2 separate regions of the Ovis aries genome follow, and region 2 is linked to region 1. The links are chromatin contacts, called in public Hi-C maps. All regions are on one chromosome and are shown on one strand. The core of a region is the stretch at or near the end of the contact, and the rest is flanking DNA. Distances in the headings are between cores, read along the strand shown.

Region 1 (6,605 bases), core at 1,691-4,190:
TAGGGGCAACAGACTATGCAAGAGTGACTGACTTGCTGCGGTCCCAGCAGAGACACGGGGAGCACCCTGCCTCAAAATTGAGCCTTCAAGATTGGGGACCTCATGTTCCTCTGCCAAGAAGGGCAGCTGTGCCTCAAAAGAACACATTTTTGGAGCCCCATTGTGTGCCATAGCATGTAAACTAGTCACAAAGATGACTTCCCCCTTTTGCAGATGAAGCTGAGGCCAGAGAGGAGTGGGCTTACCCGGGTCTCCATCCTCCTGATCCCTAGAATACTACCAGAAATGCATGGTTTGCTTTTGGTCACCACAATGACTCGGGGACACTCCTGGCATTAGTGGGTAGGGCCAGGCACATCAAACATCTGAAATGCGTGGGACAGTCCTGCCCAGTGATGAACCATCTCAGTGAGAATGCCAATGCTGCCTGCATTGAGAAACAACATGCCCTAGCTTCAAATCTTGGCTCAGCTACTTTCTCTCTTCCCCTGCCCCACTGGCCTCCAATGCCACCTCAAAGGTCGGACATGAGAGAATGGACACAGGAGTGCTTAGCATGGGGCCAGAGGAAGAAAAGAGTGGGCTTTTCTGAGCAGGAAGAGGGGAGGCTTCCTGGTGTTGTCCTGTCCCTCTTGTAGATACTTTCAGTCCAGGAAATGACCAGTCCTGGCCTAACTTCCACCCTCCCGACCCTGGACATCCCATGAGTGGGTGAGATGTGAGCTGGGTCTGACTGTGGCCTTCTTACCCTCTATATCAAAGCTGGAAAAGTTCCTGAGGTAACCTGACTTCTCTGAGCTGTCCTGAGTCACAAGACAGGCTTATGTTGGGCTCAAGACAGGGCCAAAGATAGGCCCCTCACAGGACTCTCAGACTCCCTCTGCCACACAAACACATACACACTAGCATACACCTGCCTACCTGCTAAGTTGCTTCAGTTGTGTCTCTGTGACCCCCATGGACTGTAGCCCACCAGGCTCCTCTGTCCATGAGATTCTCCAGGGAAGAATACTGGAGTAGGTCGTCATGCCCTCTTCCAGGGAAATCTTCCCAACCCAGGGATCGAACCCACTTTTTTTATGTCTCCTGTATCAGCAGGCAGGTTCTTTACCACTAGCACCACCTGGGAAGCCCACAGGCATATGCATTACATATACAAAGCTGGAACTGCATGATGTACAGACATCTATGGGTCTCTCTACCAAAGAAGGGGGTCAGACCCATTGAGAAAACCAGTGACCACATTTGACATGCAGGGAGGGGGGCTTGGCCCTCAGGAAAAAACTACAGGCCACAAGCAAACCTGCTTGGTTAATTTGAGAGGAATTTTTTTCAAGAATCATACCTAACGTTTAATTCAGCTTTCCATTTAAAAGTAAGAAACTTCATTCTGTGTGTGAAGATGAAAAAGTTCTGGAGATGGATGGTGGTGCTGGATGCACCTGAGTGTATGCCGTTGAACTTGTACACTTAAAAATGTTAAAATGGGGACTTCCTGGTGGCCCAATGGTTAGAATCCACCTCCCACCACAAGAGATGCGGGTTAGATCCCTGGTAGGAGAGCTAAGATCCTGCATGCCACAGGGCAACTAAACCCTCACGCCTCAACTAGACAGCCTGGATGCTGCAACTAGACCCGACACAGCCAAAAATAAAATATTTTTTAAATGTTAAAATCGTAAATTTTGTTATGTGTATATGTTACCACAATAAAGAAACTCCAAATATTCTTTAATAAATGCCTTAAGTGGGAATTCCTTGGCAGTCCAGTGGTTAGGACTCAGAGCTTCCACTGCCAGGACCCAGGTTCAATTTCTGGTTGGGGAACTAAGATCCCACAAGCTGCACAGTTCAGCCAAAAAAATGAAAAAGCCTTAAGTCTGGGAGAAGAGACGAAGAAATCAGAAATGAGGGGGGTGAAGCAGAGGGCTGAGACTCATGAAGAGGGGACAAGAGGGACAGCAGGAGCCTCCCCTTTCTCCAGCCTGCTCAGGCCACCCAGCTCAGGCTGCAGCCTCCCGCCCTGGTTCTAGGGTTCACCAGGGCAGAAAGTTCCAGGAGGGGCTATCTCTCTGTATCCTGCTTTCCAATCCCTTAAGGGCGTTCTCTTACTCCCTAGAGTTGGGAGTCCAGCCTCCGCTTCACTCTTGCTATGTGTTTAAGAACAAGCCATTTCCCTGTCTGAGCCTCCGTCTCCTGGCCGTGGATAAGGCTCAGGAGACCGCCTACCTCTCTTCCTAAACACTGTAAGATTCTCATAGTGGTTCTATAACTCGGGTTCACTCTGCCTGGATTCCAGCAGGAGTCCCAGAAGTCACGCCCAGGACCTCCTCAGCAAGCCCCAGCAAGTGGCCCTGTGCTCTCCTGCCCTTTCTGCTGCTCCTTCACAGGACTGTGCAGTGGTGCCCTTTCTGCTGCGCCTGCCTTGAGACCCGAACCATGCTGGGAGCCTGTCACACGTTCCCAGGGGAAGCTTACGGTGCATCCCATTTTATGCTCGGGGTGGAGGGCCGGGGGTTGAGGGGGTGGGGGGGAGGCAACTCAGGGACTCGGCCTGAGGCTCCAGGTGAAGCCTCCCGAAGCTCAGAGCCCCTTCGGGTGCAGGAGCAGCGGCGGGATCACCAGGGTACACTTCCCGAGGAAGGAAACCACAGCGGTCGGGAGGGCGAGGTCAGTGATTTGGTGATTTGTCCGGAAACCAGAGCTGGGGCAGCACTAGGCAAGGCGAGCACAAACCCAGCTTCCGCTCGGGACTGTCTATGGAACTTCGCTGGGATGAGGAGCCCACCAGACCCTAGCCAAATTAATTAAGGAACAAATTCCTAATAGACCACCTGGGGGCGGGGCCGCGGGGCAAATAGGAGCTCTGAGTCGGGCTTTGCGATGGGCGGGGCCCGCTGCTGGGGCGTGGCTTTGGGCGGAGCCCGGGCGCTCCGCCCAGCGTCTCGGAGGGACTGCCCGCGAGCGCTATGGCGGCGGATCAGCGAGGGAAGGCCGCGACTCTGGCCCTGAGGCGGCGGCTGCTCAGGTACAGAGACAGCAGCGTGGGGGCGGCGCGTACGACGTACGCACGTCCGGCGCGGAGCCTGCAGGCCTCAGCTCCGCCGGGTCTCGTCCGGCTCCCGAGCCTACGGCCCCTGAGACCCTGCGGCGTTCAGCCTGTGGCAGGCGGTCGCTTCCTGCGCCTCCCCCGCAGCGTCTTATCCAGCCTCGCAGCTGCAGCCGGGCGCCGGGGAAGACCTCCCTCAGTGGTGGCCTGCTCTCTGGACCTGGGGCCGGCCAGACAGAGACCCAGGAAGGGATTGAAAGTCCAGATGAAAGGTGGGGGTGGGGGGAGTCGGCTCACAGGCATCCTTAGAGAAAGTCTACCCTTGACCTGTGTCTGAGGGGCTCTTGGTGAACGTGGAGCGTGAGGCAGCCTTGGGCTAGAGCTTGGGCCTGGCCCCCAGCAGGGCAGCAGGCTTGGCAAGCAAGGACCATTAGGGCCGAGAGCCAGCCCTCTTCACTCTCCCAGCAAAGAGACACTGCCCTAGGGAGTCCGTGGGTCTGGAGCAGCCACTTTTTCCAGGACCCAGGGGACTCTGGGCACATTCATTCATATATGTATGAAGCCACATAGTCTTCAAATGACAAACAATTTTAGTTTTAGCAACTTCTTAACCCATCCTTCACCTTTCCAGCCACCTGTGGAGTGGGGGAACTGGAGGCAGGGGCACAACACCTTGCCCTTCAAGCTTTTGTCCTTTCCAGAAACTGGGAAGATGTTGGGGGAGGCCTGTGATGGGTGGGTTTCATCCTTCAGATCTTCAGACATGGCTGTCCATTTGTTGCCTGTCCCTACAGCAATTCCTGCAGACTCTTTTTTCCTGAGGATCCTATTAAGATTGTCCGGGGCCAAGGGCAGTACATGTATGATGAACAGGGGGCAGAATACATCGATTGCATCAACAATGTGGCTCACGGTCAGTATCACACTTCAGGATGGGGCAGAAGAGGATGCCAAGACAGAACCTAGTTCAGGGGTAATCTTCAGGTTGCAGAGAGGTTCAGGGAACTCAGGTTCAACTTAGCCAGCATCCATGTGCAGAGGAGACCCAGTCTTTCTATGGAAACTGTGGAAACATCCAAACACTAGCTGTGCTAAAATGCTTCCCTGGTGGCTCAGATGGTAAAAAGCCTGTTTGCAGTGCAGGAAACCCGGGTTCAATCCCTGGGTTGGGAGGATCCCCTGAAAGAGGAAATAGCAACCTACTCCAGTATCCTTGCCTGGGAAATCCAATGGACGGAGGAGCCTGGTGCGCCACAGTCCATGGGGGTCACAAAGAGTCAACATGACTGGGTGACTTAACACCACTAAAGCTGTGCTAAACCAGCAGGAGTCAAAGACCTAAGTCTAGCGGTTCAGTTCCACTTGGAACTAATGGTGAGTTCAGAGAACAGCAGTCAGCCTAGCCATGATCAGCAACCCAACAGGACCCTGGCCAGGCCCTGGCAGTCACAGCAAGGCTTTAGCCCTGGTAACCATCTCAGGTCCTGGACGAGGAAACTTAAGTAGGAATTCAGTTAACCAGATGAGGCCACCAGAGCTGGTGGAAGGAACAGGAGTCCAGTGACCCAGTAGGGAAATTAGAAGTTAGTAGAGCTGAAAGCAGGGGATTTAGTTTCATTCTTCCTGGGTTCATATCCCTGTCCTCCACTTACTCCCTCTGTGGTCCTGGGCAAGCTTCAGTCTGTTCGGTTTGCTCATTTGCAGAATGGACATGATGATACTAGGTACACACCTCCAGGCATTTGGAGGGATTGAGTTAATTCATGTAACTTGCTTTGAGTGTGCCTGACACTTGGCGAGCCGCCAGTCATCTTCATTCTCTGGTTATAATCCTTGGCTGTTGGCCCTCATTACCTCCAGCCTCCCTAACTGGTAAAGTCAAGCAGACACCCCAATGCCATCTTCATCCCCGAAATCCACCCCCCATCTTTGTCAAGAGCAAGGCCTCAAGAAGCTTCTTCTAGATCAGGTTTCTGCTAGAGAACTTTGCCTTCTGCCGGAATCTCAAGGTCTCCTTTCTAGGGCTTCCCTTCCAGACTGGCACCTCTGTCTTCAGACTCCCCTCTTTCCTCTGTACCTCTCCCTCCATAACTGCATCTCCTCTAGTTGGGTTTACAGATTGGGGCTGGGGGAGGCCTGGAGGGATTGGCTGATCGGAGCCAGCCGTATGATAGAGGTGGCCCTCTTGCAGTTGGGCACTGCCACCCTCTCGTGGTCCGAGCAGCACACGAACAGAACCAGGTGCTCAACACCAACAGCCGATACCTGCACGACAACATTGTGGATTATGCGCAGAGGCTGTCAGAGACCCTGCCAGAGAAGCTCTGTGTGTTTTATTTCCTGAATTCTGGGTAAGTGCACTATGGTATGGCCAGCCCCCAGTAAAAAGATGAGGCAGCAGTTTGCTCACATGGGCAAAGCATAGTGTAACCAACTGAGTCTGGGGAGAGGCAGCCCTCGGTGTGCTGGGCACTCACACTTCCCAGCTGCAGTCCCTGCTGCTTCTCTGTCAGATCCAGTTTCCTATTCTCTTTGTAAGGGGTGCCATTACCTCCCTTGTAGGATTGTTTTTGGGGCTTACCAAGGTAATATGTATCTTTGTTTGCTCTAAGAATATAGGGGCATGGTGCTGGGAGCTATAGCCAAAATCCCAGCTCCATAAGGAACAGAAACATCCAAGATTCTTCAGAGAAATACAAAATAACAAGGAGGAGTCTTGGTCTAGAGGAAAAGTACAGAGAATCAGTACGCTTGCCTGGAAAATCCCATGGATGGAGGAGCCTGGAAGGCTGCAGTCCATGGGGTCGCTGAGGGTTGGACACAACTGAGCAACTTCACATTCACTTTTCACTTTCATGCATTGGAGAAGGCAATGGAAGCCTACTCCAGTGTTCTTGCCTGGAGAATCCCAGGGACAGGGGAGCCTGGTGGGCTACCGTCTATGGGGTTGCACAGAGTCCGACACAACTGAAGTGACTTAGCAGCAGCAGAAGCAGTGAGGGGGGCTGGCCTCCTCTGAGAGGGTTGGGGAAGACTTCCCTGAAGAAGTAATGTTAGGCTAAGCACTGACTGGGGGCTACCTGGATGAGGAGGAAGAAAGGTTGCTGCCAACTGCATTTGCAGTATTCTTGTCAAGGTTGGTCATCACACAGAACAGCCTGTGCAAAGGCCCTGTGGCAGGACGAGTATTTGCACAGTTGAACTGAAAGACAGCCATTGAAGGAAGGCAGAGCGTGGGAGAAGACACTGGGGAGGGAGGCAGGGCCTGTCACTCAGGGCTTCTTTAGTCAAGTAAGGTACTTGTTTATCCTAAGAGCATTGGGAAGCCATCAGAGAGCTTTAATCAGGTAAGTGCTGTCACCAGGGCTGGAGGAGAGCAAGAATGGACACCGTTAGGCACCAGTTTAGTGACTGGGTGACAGGAGATGCTACACTGGGAGTAGTGATGGCAGGTGAAGGCATGTACACAGAACCAACCCAGTGGGCCCTGGAGAGAAGAGTACAGAGAATAATGAGGCATAGGAGTGCGGAGACCTGGTCTCTCTGCTGCCCTTGT
Region 2 (6,605 bases), core at 2,791-5,290, 390 kb before region 1:
CTGGTTAGTATATCCATTTTACAAACTAGAAAACTGAGTGTCTGAAACAGTAAGTAGCTGTGAGCTATTAGTGGAGCCAGAACTGGAATCTAGGCATTATAAGGCATTATACACCAAGATGCTGGTGCTTTTCCCATAATGTCATGCTGCCTTTTCTAGGTAACAATTACAATTTCCTTATGTAATTGAAGTTTACTCCTTTAAGCCTTAAAGCTTAAGCTAGCCATTTTTGTTGAAAAATTTTAAAAAATGATTAAGTACTCCCTGCCTTCTTAAACATCTTCCCAGGTGGTGCCAGTGGTAAAGAACCCACCTGCCAATGCAGAAGACCCAAGCGGTTCTGGTTCGATTCCTGGGTTGGGAAGATACGCTGGAAAAGGGCACAGCAACCCACTCCAGTATTCATGCCCGGAGAATCCCATGGACAGAGGAGCCTTCTTAAACAGAGCATTTTGAACATATTTGAATCTCTACATTATTAATATTATTTACAATTTTCTGTCGTGGTTATCCACCCTATCTGACCTAAGTAATCCCTTTTTAATAAAATAGTTAATTAGTTTAATAGTTAATCCCTTTTGTCCTGAAACATCTGGACCCTTGACAATCACCAGGCTGGGACTGCTGCACTTGCTGCAATTGTGATGGTAAAGAAGTGCTATCAGGTCCCTGACATAGTCCTCCCTTCCCCCTCTGTACTAAAATGGCCCTCCTCTCCCTGCTGATGAGGGTCAGTTACCCCTGTGTTCAGGTCCCTGGACACAGAGTTCAAAGTGCCCTAGGGGGCAGCCATAGCTTATAGTTGAATGGACTCTTGCTTGGGCCCTGGCAAGTGCAACCCTCTGGAGAAGTAGGACCTTCAACCCTGTAGGGCCCAGCTTTGTGAGGACAGCAAGGGTAACCCCACCACCACCACTGTGAGTCATGGGGAGTAACAGTGAATGGGGCTACTCTTGCTACTACCCTTTGGTTCCTAGACCCACATATTATTGGGAAAGAAGCATCATTATCCCTCATTTAATGCATATGCCACTTTCTGGAAAATGGCAGTGCAGTCTTTTAGTGTATTGACTCTGAATACTATGAGTGGGGGCTTCACTTGTGCCTTCAAAAGGTAGTTCTGGTGTTCTGTGAGACTGGCTGCTTCTGGCTGGTGCAGGATGTAATATATAATATAACCAGTGTGTTCCATGGTCATGGGCTCACTCCCACACTTACTGTGCTGTAAAGTGGGTTTCCTGGTTGGATGCTATGTTATATAGAATAACTGTGGATTGCGGAGTCTATATAGACTGCTGGCTGAGGCTCTGCAAACAGGGAACACAAGCCGTTACCTAGAACAGCTATCCATCCCTGTGAAGAACAAATTGCTGGCCCTTCTGGGATGAAGACAGTCTGAAGTAGTTGATTTGCCACCGAGAAGCCAGTTGGTCTCTCTGAGGATTAGTGCCTATCGCTGACAGGTTAGCCATTTCAGAGGCAAGAGTAGCTAGACTGACCTTGGTAATCTATATGCATGTTAGGGAATGCAGTGGATTCCCATACCCCAGATCTTCCCTCCACCACTCTGACTCAGCTCTGTGCCCTTAAGAGGCTGATCTCTGTTACTGCATCATCTGGGCTCCCCTGCCCTATAGGTTTGATCATTGGGAGGCCCTGCAGATCAGAGAGTAAGAGGAGAGATTATCTCCTAGCTTCTTATCTTCCAAGCCTTGGTTTGGCAGACCTGTCAAATGACACAGCTCCTTTTGAGCTGAACTTTGTTTAGCTCTGAGCATTCACAGGATTCCAACAACAGTTCCCTCTTCTCATTTCAGCAAGAAATAGTCATTGCCTCCCACTGTTTATACTCCAGAATGTTTCTTCCACATCCCCTGCTGGCTTCACTTAATCCGCCCCACCATATAAACAGTCTCTACAATCAAACTATCTTCAGTCTGAATACTGTCCCTTCCAGGGCCCTAACTGACATAAGATAGAGTTTTTTCTTCCTTGCCTCTTAAAATGATGTGTAGACAGTAAACAAAAATTCACCTTTCCTTAATTCACTTGACAAATATTTGCCAGATCCTGCACTGTTCTTTGAGAAAACAGTGGCGAAAAAGACAAAGGGGTAACTTTGTCTTGTTAATAAAGAGGTAACTTCAAACAGTGATAAATGATTCCCCTGAGTAATCCTTCTGAAGACTGTGAATGAAGCTTCCTTAGATTGGACAATCTGGGTAGGTCTTTCAGAGATAGTAAGGTTTAAGGACCTGAGGACCTTAACCTAAAGGAGGAGCTTGCTCAAAGATCCGAGAGTAGGGTATTCCAGATAGTGAGGCAGTAGGCAAGGACAAAGGCCAAAGGAACCAATGAGCTTGGCTTTTTTGATACACAGAAAGTTCTGGAATATAGTAAACAATACATGCAGCTGATGGGCAATTTGCCTATGTGTTTGTAGCAAGAACGAAGTGCCAGCTTATAATATGGTGTTGACCTCTTTTCAAAGAAGACAATCCAGTTTGCTGAGCAAATACTTTTCAGGCTATTTATTGGGCATACACTATATTTTAGCAAGTCCTTCTCCATTTAACCACTCAACTGTAACCCCAAGTCATCTAAGGTCACAGCTATGAAGTTGCAGGGGTGAGGTGCCAACCATTTCTGTTTTACTCCAGTCTCAGAAGTACTTTTCTCCTCCAAGTTAAGGGAGTAAGGAGGTCCTCAGCAGTTGTAAGAGCTTTGTAATTTGTCCAAAGAAGCTAATAAATCTGAAGATACCCAGAGAGGGAGCAGGAAGATATAACAGGTCTTCCCCCCATAGAAAAAAAGCACTGCAGATTTGCCCACATTACAAAGATCCAAGTTGGTCTGTTGTTTTTATTTGACTATTACTGGAGTTAGTGGGAGACTATGTAGGACCAGTTTTAGGATATAATAGGCCAAGTAGGAATTTGAGCCAGCAGAGAATGCGCCTGACTTCAGTCTTGCCCCCCTTTCTTAAAAAAAGACTGTTGTTCCAGCCACTTGATTATCACTCAGGTTTTCCTACTTTAACCACGTGTTAAAGAATATACAGAATCACAGTATAGCTTAAATGTGGTACATACTAGATGAATATTTTTGGCCATATTGTGTTTCCACTGGGCTTCACTGGTGGCTCAGATGGTAAAGAATCTGCCAGCAATGCTGGACACCCGGGTTCAATCCCTGGGTTGGGAAGAACCCCTGGAGAAGGACATGGAAAACCACCCCAGTATTCTTGCCTGAAGAATTCCATGGACAGAGGAACCTGGAGGGCTACCAGTCCGTGGGACCGCAGAGTCCGACACGAATGAGCGACTAACACTTTCTTGTGCTTCCATTACAGAATGAAGCTAAAAGCTCATCAAAAGTTGGAGTTCTTTCCCCCTATCTTTTGCACTTATTGAAAGTCTCAATTTTCTCAAAGGAAAGCCTTTACCTAGGTCAGTAATTGTAAGACTTATTACAATTGTCTGGCACATAATAAATGGTGAGAGTATTAAAGATTCTTAGACTCATGCCTCTGCCAGACGCAATCCCGATTAACTGCGTCTGTGTGACTGCACAAGAGGTCCCTTTCCGCCACCAAACGGCGCTAGGGCACCATCCAGAAACGATTCACTAAGTTGGCCCTAGGGTTTGAAGTTTTGAACTCTTAAAAAAAGTGTCAGAAAGGTTAATTCACAAGTTGAGGGGAATCTTCCCAAGAAATGAGTGGTGCCGCAGCCAGCGGTGGGCTGCAGAAGGCGCTCTCAGCCTCTGGGTGCACCTCAGACCCCTTGGGATTTTGAAGCTGGAACTCGGGCTGGGGAGTCGCGGGGGTGCGGGAGCGGCAGTGGGCGCAGCCCGACGCCGAGAGCAGGTAGGGGCAGAGGTGAGTGCTGAGCGCTCTGGGCTCGCCCGGCGCGCTCGGGGGGTGCTCGGAGGAGCGGGCTTCCTTCCCGCTCCCGCCCCCTCGCCTCGCCGGGCCGCCGGGGCCGCTCCTCCCCTGGGTGGGTCTCGGCTCCTTTTCTGGCAGGGTCTATTTGCATAGAGGAAACTGCCCAAAGTGGCCGCTGTGGAGGAGCTGGCAGCGGGGAAGGGGGTGTGCGCCGCGGTCCAGCAGCTGCCCAGAGGCCGAGCCCCGCGCCCGGCCGACCGCGTGCCTCGGGCTCTCCCGACCGCTCCCACACGCTCAGCCTGCGTCCCCGGGCTCTGTGCACCGCCGGCTCCGGGAGCTCACGCTCGACGAGCGCGCCATGAGTCCAGGCCGGCGCGCCTGCGAGGACGAGCGGAACGGAGACCCGGCTGGCGGCGGCGGCGGACCGGTGAGCCCCGCGACTGGAGCGCGGGCCTGGGCGGTGAGCGCGCTGTGCCTGCTGCTCTCCGCGAGCTCGGCGGTCGCCTGCCTGCTGCTGGGCGTCCAGGCAGCCGCGCTGCAGGGCCGGGTGGCGGCCCTCGAGGAAGAGCGGGAGCTGCTGTGGCGCGCGGGGACTCCCGACGCCTTGGCCGCCTGGGCCGAGCCGCGGCTGGAGCGCCTGCTGCGTGAGGTGAGGCGCGGCGTGGGGAGCGGGGAGTGTCCGTGCGCCGGGAGCCGTGGCGCTGGGGAGGGGTCGCCCGCCAGCGGTGAGCGCCCGAGTGCGTCCCGGCAGGCTGCACCGGGAGGGGCGGAGGCGGTGGAGGCTGGGGTGCAGGCGGCCGAGCGATCGGTCCTACAGTTCCCGCCGCAGCCTCAGGGTCGGCTTGCGGGAAAAACAAGCTTAGGACTGTTTCGAGGACAAGCAGGGGGAGGAAGAGGAAAGACCGCTGACTTTGAAGTAACAGGTCTAGGGGCGAGTTTCCACGGGTGTGCGCGCTTGGACCGGTGGCTTCCCGCCTGCGTTAAGCGCCTGCACTCTTACCTGTGTCGGGATAATGAAGGAGCTCTTTCGGGAGGGGTCTGATGACTTGTCACTGGTAGCAGCTGCTATCCCCAATGCTGATATACTTGCAGAGGTGTGGGTCTCCAGCAGACCAGAGGATTCCTGGTGGCGGGAAACCTCTGTCAGACCCGGGCCAGGGTCCTTGGAGGGACATGGTCAATTCAGCCTGCCCTGTCCACCCTCTGAACCGTCAGGAAAGTGTTTCGGAGCAGCTCCATCTTGGGGGTGCTATGCTGTGCCTTGGTCTCCTTGGGCTCCGTGCGCACTCAGGGCGACGGAGACTTGGGGACGCCAACATCAGCTTGGCAGGTGAAGAGCAGAAAAAACAGGGCCAGAAAACCCAGATTCTAGTTTGCGTTGACTCCACCTGGGCGGTGCCGCCTGGGCATTGTGGACACAGCAGATCTTAAGTTTCCTTGCTAGAAGTGTCATATAAGATTCTGTGACACTTCTGATAAGGTTGCTGTTATACCTCTTCAAAGCAGAAGCCACATTCGGGACTTCAAACTTGCACCCATCATGTTGATCAAAACCTCCACCTTCTGTGCAGTGGGGCCCGTCCCAACAGAATGGTGGTGGTAGACTGGCCGGCACACCCTTGGCTGTGCTGTGCTCCCTTGCCTGAGCCATCCTCCACTTCCTAGGAAAGGCGGCTAACCGGAGATCCCAGCATACTCCCCAAAGTGTTAGTCACTCAGCCCTCTCCCACTCTTTGGGACCCCATGGACTATAGTCTTCTAGGCTCCTCTGTCCTTGAGATTTCCCAGTCAAGAATACTGGAGTGGGTTGCCATGTCCTTCTCCAGGCCATCTTCCCCACCCAGGGATTGAACTCTGGTCTCCCGCAGTACAGGCAGATTCTTTACCATCTGAACCACCAGGGAAGCCCTCAAAGGACATCCTTAACTACAGTGTGAAAAGCACTACAGAGTTTCAAGGTAGAGAAGAGGAAGGGTAGGCTTGTTACTGTGGAGTCCCCTGAATTGTGCTCATCTGTGATCTTTAGTAATGAGCTGTGTATCCACTGTTGAGTTGATTTGAGTTCTTTAAAGGGAGCAGGAGAAGACTGCAGCATGCCTTCTTGATCACCATACCTATTTCTTAGTCATTTTAAGCCAGTATTACATCTCTTCTATCTTGGTTTTGGACAAAATTGCTGCTTCGTAAAATGATTTTCTACGTTCCTCCTGAAAGTGCCTGTAGACTTCAGAAATCTTTCTGGAGCACTGCTGGCAACTCCTGGTATTGGTTTCATAGTTGCAGCCCATTATTTTTTGGCAAATCCTTAGAGACTAGGGTGTTGAACTGATTTATGGAAGGCTAGTAAAATTTCTACCTGTTAATGCAATAAGCATGGCTGTTCTTTTGAATAGGGGGCCCCTCTTACTTAGAAAAAAATAAACTACTAAGTTTGATTGAGTACATCAGAAATCCCGGTAAAACTTTTTATGAGGAACTTGCAAATTGTGTCCATTCCAACAGGGAGGAGGGTCCTAGGAAAGCAGCCACCACTGCGAAGTGTGGATTAAGTCCTGAACTACACAGATCATAGGAAAGACTGCAGTTGCTTCATCCTGCTTCCAAGGAGTTACTGGGCAGAGTATTCCATCTCTGTCTCTCTCCACCACCAGCCCCTTTTCTCTTCTTCAATAGTAAGGTGAAGGAAAATGTCAGATCCTGGGATTTTCACTTGAAATTT

What was found. A called contact is a pair of places that touch in the nucleus more often than the background predicts.
Region 2: a Hi-C map of muscle shows a contact between it and region 1, with 3 times the contacts expected there. The contact joins the promoter of COL23A1 here to the promoter of PHYKPL in region 1. A contact is called at or near these places in 2 of 16 Hi-C or Micro-C datasets (muscle and skin fibroblasts).

Annotation. Positions count from the first base shown.
Region 1 is chr5:37,012,670-37,019,274 of ARS-UI_Ramb_v3.0, reverse strand. PHYKPL (5-phosphohydroxy-L-lysine phospho-lyase) reads left to right here and starts at 2,940. Exons shown (of 9, transcript XR_009600847.1): 1 at 2,940-3,028; 2 at 3,844-3,962; 3 at 5,241-5,400.
Region 2 is chr5:37,399,766-37,406,370 of ARS-UI_Ramb_v3.0, reverse strand. It overlaps COL23A1 (collagen type XXIII alpha 1 chain), which reads left to right and starts at 4,040. Exons shown (of 27, transcript XM_042250383.2): 1 at 4,040-4,535. The coding sequence starts at 4,245.